2 separate regions of the Gasterosteus aculeatus genome follow, and region 2 is linked to region 1. Evidence: chromatin contacts called from public Hi-C data. All regions are on one chromosome and are shown on one strand. The core of a region is the stretch at or near the end of the contact, and the rest is flanking DNA. Distances in the headings are between cores, read along the strand shown. Region 1 has its middle 9.5 kb from the start of slc12a2. Region 2 overlaps slc12a2 (solute carrier family 12 member 2).

Evidence for each region. A called contact is a pair of places that touch in the nucleus more often than the background predicts.
Region 2: a contact with region 1 is called in a Hi-C map of tail fin, with 2.4 times the contacts expected there. The contact joins two enhancer-like sites. A contact is called at or near these places in 4 of 6 Hi-C or Micro-C datasets (skeletal muscle, tail fin and whole body).

What each region holds. Positions count from the first base shown.
Region 1 is chr14:16,312,151-16,316,519 of fGasAcu3.hap1.1, reverse strand. No RefSeq gene overlaps it. Among protein-coding and RNA genes, the nearest start is that of slc12a2, 9.5 kb to the left of the region's middle. Within about 2 kb of position 1,574, at least 1 of the 9 cell types and tissues checked has open chromatin away from gene starts, as enhancers often do.
Region 2 is chr14:16,355,881-16,360,370 of fGasAcu3.hap1.1, reverse strand. It overlaps slc12a2 (solute carrier family 12 member 2), which reads right to left. Exons shown (of 26, transcript XM_040197034.2): 22 at 3,680-3,791; 23 at 2,303-2,389; 24 at 1,472-1,607; 25 at 1,229-1,296; 26 at 1-428. The coding sequence ends at 293. Among protein-coding and RNA genes, the nearest start is that of minar2, 10 kb to the left of the region's middle. Within about 2 kb of position 2,465, at least 3 of the 9 cell types and tissues checked have open chromatin away from gene starts, as enhancers often do.

The DNA.
Region 1 (4,369 bases), core at 325-2,824:
TTTCTAGTCTTCTGACCACTCAAAGCGCTTTAACACTACACGACATCATTCACCCATTCACACCCATTCATACACTGATGACAGGAGAACCACACACTATACAACAAGGACCAGAGGAGATGAGTTTAGTGCTCCAAATCTCACACGTCTCCACACGGACCCCCGCTGGGTCACCCGAACCAGCCAGAATGTGTCGTACTGAGCTCCAGCTGACCTTCAGCGTCAGTCTGCACAGGCGTGTTAAATTACCACGTAACCCGGGAAGGTTTCCAGCAGGGCTCAGGAAATATAAACAGCCTCTTTTCTGTAACCTACTACAATTAAACAAGGACTTAAACATAAACCACCAGGTTCACTCTATTAATAAAGAGCCATGTCCAGGTGAGGAAACACCTGAGTGGGAAAGAGGATATTTGTTTAGATGAAGGTATGAGCACACACTTTACATTAACTCCCTCCCACACATCACCGACTTGTGTCTCTGTGTTTATTGTTTATCTCTGTTCTGCATGACATCGTCACGTTGGGTCCCATGTTGTCATATCAGGTCCCTTTGCTGTTGTTTCTCTTCATCATCGTTTTGGATCTTGTACTTGTTATTTTTTTGGCCCTGAGGTCATTTTCCATCTGTTTACAGACATCTTACTCCTCTTTTTGTCATTTTGTGTCTCTTTGCGGTGGTTTCGAATGTGTTTGTGGTCGTTTCAGATCTCTTTTCTGTCATTCTGTGTCTTCTTTGTTGGTGGTTTGGATTTGCCTACGGCTGTTTTGATTCTTTTTATAGTCATTTGGTCATCTTGGATCACTTGGTGGTCGTTTCGGATCCCTTTGCAGTCACTCACATCTCTCTGTGGTAGTTTTACGTCACTTTCGGTCTTTCTGTGGTCATTCTCTCTGTCGCTGTCAGATACTTGAGGGGGATGAGATGTCTCTCGTGAAATAACGAACAGCCATTTTCAAGTGTTATACGTATTTTGAAATGAAAACATTGATTTCAGGCCAGCAGTTGGAAGGATGACCGATGTCATTTGAACTTCGTAGTGCTGAGGTGCAGTTTGTGTATCATCCGTGGCTGGTTTGTTTTGACCATATCGCTGGCCTTTCAGTTAACAGGGTACTGTGACTTCCACTGAGGACAAGGTCCCTCCGCCTACTCACATGTGGACACGGCTGCGTCCCTGCAAGGTGACTGCGGAGAGACAAAACAATGTGTCCTTTGTTACTTTGCTTTCTCTTCAGAGGAAGAAGGTTAAACACCAGACATACAAATGGATACTTTTTAATTCCTTCTGACAATCACAGGAAGACGCAATCACACTAATTCTTATTCTACTTTTTAGAATAACGATCACAGACCTCTGATACTCGTGTCTCCGGTGTTTCATTGACATCAAGCCGTGTCCTTGCTGATCAACCCGACGCGTCACACCTTTGAGCAGACGCTCTACCAAACATCAAACAAGTGGGTTGCCATCACAAACAGGGTGAAGGTGAAATTATGTTTATACATAGTGAACCAGATGACGCAGTATACCGCATTGTACATTGCACCGCAACAGAATATTTACAGGTTAATACACATTAATTGTGACAGTTAATTGATCCTCCAGAGCCATCAAGGTTAAATATACACACAGTGAATGTATGTTAGACTGCACACACACACACACTGAGATCACAATCATCTCCTCTCTTAGCCCCCTTTATGGTCCCAACCGAGCAGCATAAAAGCAGCGTTCCCAGATAAGAATCCAGACCACAGTAGAGCAGTGACTTGCACAGACATGACCTGAGACCCGAAGCTGTACACAACCGTATGAGCCTCTACTGTCGCTACGACCTCTCACAACGGCGCCACACTATTAGCACCGAGGCCCCCCGGGGAGGAAGCCCCCCTCCAGAGAGTTAACATGCAATGCTTCTCGTGAAAACGCATGCTGCATATGTGAACTAACTGCTGAGGGGAACATCAAATTCTAATACGTGGCTCACACACAGCAGGACGAGTTTGGGGCAAAGACTCCAATGTCCTCAAGTCCTAGAGATGCTGGCTGGGAACTTTGAATAGTTTCAACTTGTCAACATCATTTTTCTTCATTCTTCACACATTTGTCTGATTGTGTGTGCCGTTATTCTCATATCTGTGGATATTTGGAACGGCTAAAACAATTTAAACCCTCTGGCTGTGGGTGTTTTCCTTCAGCAGGCCGATGGGTGTGTGTTTGCCTGTTAGTGCAAATGTAAATGTGTGGGTGGGTAGACTTTTCTACATGGTTGGTGTGGTTGAGATCAGGAGTCCTGATGTCTGATCTATGAAGGGCTGGTCGGCACTCATTCTCCAGCCCCAAAGGCACATCAGCAACCACCCAAAATACAGCTGAAAATATCTCATATATATATATATATACAGTATATGCATTAAGGTACCGTAATGTGTTTTATTTTGTGTGATTAAACATTCTCAAAGTGCGACTAACGACTAAACAAGTGAAAATGTTGTTGTCAAAGTGTTGATTCACAATTCTACATCTCTTGAAGGCAATGCTGTTGAGGAAGGTCTAATTTGGCCCAATCCCAATCGCCCCCCTGACCTCTGACCCCTCAGGGACTGAACTGGCGAAGTGTGAGCGCCTGTGAGGCCTTTAAATAGTGTAAATATCAGGAAAAATTTGACATGGCGGTTGGTGCATAACAGCAGACAGTAAGACAATGGACAACAAGACAGATAAGACAACATAGTGCAAGAAAATGGCATGTTCAATTTATAAATTTACAATTTAACTCTATGGAATAAAATATAAGGCTATAGGCTAGTGAGATATAGAATAGCCAATTTAAAAATAACGGATAAGAAGGAATTTAAATAAAAAATAAAAGTTACAAATAACATGTTAAAAATAAAGTGCACAAGCGATAACCATACTGATAAGTGTGTGTGCATGTGCAGTGTGAAGGAGAGTGACCGGTGGGATGTCAGAGTCAGTCAGTGGGGGACCGGCTCTGTTGATGAGCCCGACTGCCGACGGGAAGAAGCTGTTGGTGTGGCGGGAGGTCTTAGTCCTGATGGACCTCAGCCTCCTGCCAGATGGAAGGGGCACAAACAGGTTTTGCCCAGGGTGAGAGGGGCTGATGTTCAGCTCCCACTTGAGGTCCTGGGTGATGATGGAGCCCAGGAAACGGAAGGAGTCCACAATAGTGACGGGGGAGTCACACAGGGTGATGGGGGAGGGTGGGGCTCTGTTCCTCCCCACGTCGACCGCACTGTTCGCCGGTCGGACCGTCAGCGGCAACCGCCCCGTCGTCCGTAAAATGGTCTGGTCCGCGTTCGGTCGAGGTGGGCTGCATCTGGCCCGCACCTGAATTGAAGACCACTGCTTTAGAGCGTTGAGCTCCAGGTTGTTCTGGCTGCACCACGACACCAGATGGTCAGACTCCACCTGTAGGCGGACTCGTCCCCACCAGAGATCAGTCCAATGAGGGTGGTGTCATCCGCAAACTTCACGGACTGGTGACTGGAGGTGCAGCTGTTGGTGTACAGAGAGAAGAGCAGAGGGGAAAGAACGCAGCCTTGGGGGGAACCGGTGCTGATGGTCCGGGAGGCTGAGGGATGATGGTGGAGGCCTTGAAGCAGGCTGGTACGTGGCATGTCTCCAGGGAGGTGTTGAAGATGTCAGTGAACACCGGAGACAGTTGATCATATGTATAAATATGAACTGGACGGCACTTTGCTGCCACATCCACGTCACCATGACAACGTCAAACAATAGGATTTACAATTGACGGTATTTATTTAATACTTTTTACTCTCTGATTTGAATTTCTTCCAGGCTCTTTTCCTGAAAGTATAAAACCTCTAATATATATGTATATATATATTTGTGTGAATAACGAGAAAGGAATTAAAATTATATTTGAAGAATAAATAAATAATTCATTTCACTTGTTTTTATTTTGAAAATGTTCAAGACCAAAACTCAAACTTTCAGGTTCAATCAAAACGTGCCTTGGATTTGGCTCCATTCGGTTCCCCTGGTTCAGGAGTTTTATGTCAACTTCAACCCTTGTTACATAGATTTGAACCTCCAAAAGGTTTTTTGTCCACTAGCAAAGACACAGATTCTCAAATAAAGCTTAGGCATAAATTCAGTGAGGGGGACTGGAGAAGCTTGTGTGGCCCCCAGGGGCCCCGCTGTCTATGTGGGAGCGCCATGAGCTGATCGGGGTAAATCAATCACGTCGGTGCTGTTTAACGTTAGAAGCCGTTCTCCTCTCTGTTGTTATTTCATCAAGCACCAGATGCAACCCTGCAGCCCCCCTCACACCTCCGGTCATATCAGAGCTTATTCCCTCCCACCACCACCAGTGTCCG
Region 2 (4,490 bases), core at 1,216-3,715, 43 kb before region 1:
GTCGATAACAAAATGTCCCGTGGAAATGAGAAGAAACTAGAGCTACAAGAGAAGGAACCCGGACATCTTGGAATAAATAGAGAGAAAGGAGTAGAGCAGGACACCTTACAAGCCCGACGCTCCTCATCGCAACCAGCATCACTTCCTTCACTTTAATTCACAGTACCAGCGTCAGTGGCTGCGTTCACTGGAGTGTATGAGGTGCACCTTCGTGTGTGTGTGTGTGTGTGTGCGCGCTCCTAGAGGCAGAAGTGGATGTGAGACTTGAAGACGCCCGTCGCCCCGCGTGCGTTTACGAGTAGAAGGTGAGGACACTCTGGTGGTTGCCGCGCACCAGCAGGATGGGAGGCAGCTCCTTGGACAGCACCTCCAGCCAGGCCATGTACAGAGCGCTGGACACGGCGCCCTTCCTGGCCAGCGGCAGGCTCCTGCAACACACACACACACACACACACACACACACACAGTCGGTTGGGTCAGCTTGGGAGGCGCCAATCAAAGAGGGCGGATCTCCGTCTGCTTCCACGCGGACTGGAGGGCTGTTTGTCAGCGGTGTGAATTAAAAACGACACGGGAAGTTGATTTTTTAAGAGCTAAACTAGTCACAAATCCATCGGTTGAACGAATAATCCGTGCAGGAAGAATTCTCTTGATTGTACAGCCGTGTATACGACATAAGAATGCAAATAACCAACTCCAGCTGGTGGTGAAAAGCCACACAAACTGCTGTATCCAACTCTGCAGAATGCAATGTGCTGCGTGGACACAAGGGGGCAGCAGAGCTCTTAAAGCCTGACCCCTGACCTTCCTCTCTTCTTCCTCTTCCTCTGACAATCGAATGTGCCTCAGTCAGTGGGGATGAAACACCCACGGGTGATAAGAGTAATGCAGCGGCTGCGTTCTTGGACTGTGGGGGGGGGAGTCTGGGGGGGGGAGACCTACGCAGGGAGGGGGGGCGACATGGCGACTGCACACAGGACGGCCCGGGTGCACCGTATGTCAGACACAGCCGAGGGGGGAGGGGGGGGGTAGGGTGGGGGGGGCGACACTTATGCGGTCCCACAGAAAATGACTCCGTGATGCAAAGAGAAGGAAACCAACACTTGCATTCCAGAGGTGACTCATCCAACATGTCAGTACACAACCGATGTGGTGGAAAATATCACTACGGCCAACTGTGTTATTCTACGAAACCGACAAACACACACGGGGGGGGAGAGGAGCTTACATGACAATGAGGTTGGCGGTGCTCGAGTGCTCCTTCAGCAGCTCGTTGAGTCGGATCTGACGATTAGTCTGAGGAGCAAAACAGATACAGGTTGAAGCATTCAGGCATCAGCTTAGCAGACGAGCAGCATCTCAGGTACACGACGCCAACAGGGACACGGTGCCTCAATGAACAGCTCCAACGTCTGCCCGAGGCCTTCATTCATCACGGGTAAAGTGGGGCAGGAGGAGGGAGGCCACTGACCTTGGCGCGGTACAGCTCCAGCTCGTTGTCGGTGATCCTCCAGGGCTCGCTGTCCTTCAGCCTCTCGGCCGCCTCCTGCTCCATGTCGTCTTCCTTCAGCCGATACGGCTCGATCATCTCCTCGAAGGCCGACACGCTGCACAGGGACGGCGGGCGGTTAGCGCGGTTTAAGCCATGAAGGACAACGACAGAAGCTCTGCAGTGGTGGTGTGTGGTCTTGGGAATGACAATGCTGGGGCTTAATTGTTAAATTATAGTTTTATCAATCTTTGCCATCGGTTGCAATACCAGCAGAGTGCTCATTCAAAGTAACTATCAAGTGTAATCGTGGCTACGTGGCAATCAGACGCAGACTGACTGGGAGCGGCTCCAGAATAAGACGGCGAAATACTGCGATCACGGTTCAGTTAAGAGGAGAAGAGGTTCTGAACCACGAACCAGAGGAAACCACACACGCACTCGCTTCATTGGAATATTCTGTGTTCAGCTGCGTTCTGCACATCAACTCATAAATATATTGAGCTTGTGTACTAAACGGGAAATGATTCGGACATTTAAGGTGTGTTTGCATTTGTTTTGTGGGGAGCTCCTGCGAGAGGCGTCTCTGGAGGGGGGAGAGGCGTCTCTGGAGGGGGGAGAGGCGTCTCTGGAGGGGGGAGAGGCGTCTCTGAAGGGGGGAGAGGCGTCTCTGAAGGGGGGAGAGGCGTCTCTGAAGGGGGGAGAGGCGTCTCTGAAGGGGGGAGAGGCGTCTCTGAAGGGGGGAGAGGCGTCTCTGAAGGGGGGAGAGGCGCTGCACGAGTCTCCGTCAATCACTTCCGGCGGCGGACTTACTGCTCCTTCTTGGGCTTGGTGTTGATGTCTCCCAGCACGTTGATGTCGGAGAAGTCGATCCTGAACTTGCTCAGCAGAGTGGCCATCCTGCAGAGGAAGCAAAACAAGAGCTTACTGGAAGCCGCCAGCGGGCTGCTGAGATAAGAGCAGCGAGTCGTCCTGGAGGCGCTTTGAATAACCGGTTTGAACACGGGGGGGTCGGCGGGGCCGGAGGCAGGCGGGACAGGCTTTACTGGGAGCGCCGTGCTACTCCTTCTATGCCTTTCATTTCCTTCAGCTTCAAAGAAGCACAGAACACTTATTCTAGAAGTGCATGAGGGGGATTTTAGCCAAATCAGATATTTATCTTTCGTTTGCTGCTGAAAGTGAGCGTTGCAGAGGCAAATCATGTTTTAGTGGGCTGAAATTTGGGTGAAGTGATCCTTTGAAGTGAAGTGAATTACTAAATAACTGCTGTCATGTGAGTATTTTCTAGTTGGACGAGCTTAAAGGGAAAGTGGGATTTTACAGTAAACAAAAAGGGGATTTCAGGGTGCACACAGGGACTAAAGGTGGGCCGCTAGCGCCAAGCTCATTTTATCCAACAGCTGTAGGGGACAATGAGAGACAGGGGGAGGGGGGGGCTCACTGAGGACCCAGGAGACAGAGTTCATATCCCAGCTGGTCTGGGAGCGCCTCGGCATCCCACACTGAGTCCGGGTCGACCTGCTGCCGCCGCGACCCGACCCCAGATAAGCAAAGAGAAATGGGCGGATGGACGGTCACCGCCGCAGAGACAGAGCACTGGTGCCACGTCGACTGAGGTCAACAGGGCGGCCACGGCAGGCGCCATTGTGCCCGCGTTTGTCCTCCTCGTAATTGGTCGGAAGCATGCAGCTCAACCCAAGATATCAATACCATGACCCATGAGCAAACTAATGATGCATTAATGGCTCTGAGTAGAAGTTTGGGTGGACCTACTTCGTGGCGACCAGTCGATGGGAAAAGCTTCTCCCTAAAACAACAAGGAAGCTTGTGGTCGCACATGATGTTCCTATTGAGACTTAACCGAGGGGATACAGGCTCAAAGCGGACAGGATGTTCACTGCATCTTTAGCTGCTCCACCGATTGGTCGAGAGACCAACCCGGCAACACTGTTCCCGTCTTTGCCCGTTCACTCGGGGAATTAGCCGTCATGCTAATGTGGCACATGGAAAATGTCCTCATTTTAAACTCCAAAAAGAACACCGGCTGTTTGCTAGAAATTTTAACGGGCAATTTTGGGTGGGAGGGGCCTTATTATTTACATCATTATGACGATATAACGCTTTCTTTGGCGTTTAAAGACATTCTGTAGTTGTCAGTATCATCGTCATCTTCATCATGGCTGCACTCACGCTCGGCGGTCGTGATCGATCCTGTTGATCTTGCCGCCGATGAAGACGCGGATCTTGCAGTCCTTCCACCTCTTCTTGTTGGTCAGCAGGTAGGGGATGAGCAGGGTCAGACCTGGACGGGAAACAAACAGCTGGTCATCGCCGGCCTTCTGCCACATCGACACCATCAACACCTGCCGACGCCCCAGAAGCCACTTTGCCTGAGCGACGCGTGTCCACGCCGGCTGCCATTGGGGACGCGGCGGCGACGTGCCGCATAGGAAGCGGCAGATGCCACACGGTCGTGAATACACCAGCCGCGCCTCTGGTCACATCTTTACACACTGCTGACAGTGTGTCAGAGTGAGTCGTGTCAACGCGTTGGCCCGATCGACACCTCGCTAATGGATCCGAGCTTCCGCACAGCGGGGGATTGATCGCCGTCTTACAGCTGACCCGTTGACAGCAGCCACCCAAATGGCGCTCGACTGATAGTGGCTTCAGAAATGAAATAAATAATAGAATAAATAATCAATGGAGAAGAAAGGGTTCAGCACACATCTCCAGATAGCAAATGCATCATAGATAGTTTATTAAATGATGAACAGTTAAAGTCATCAGTCTGGTGCATTTATGGCTTTTCTTGTTGTCATTATACGTCCTAATCACACCAAGGCTGAATTGGCCTCATTCTAAATCATTCTTTTTATCCACTCAGTTCAAATTGACTTCCTACCCCCAAATCTCCCCCCAACACAGAACAAATTGTGCCGCCTCATTTGCTAAAAGCACATTTCAGTGGGAGTTTGGATTTTTTTGCATTTACTTTTAG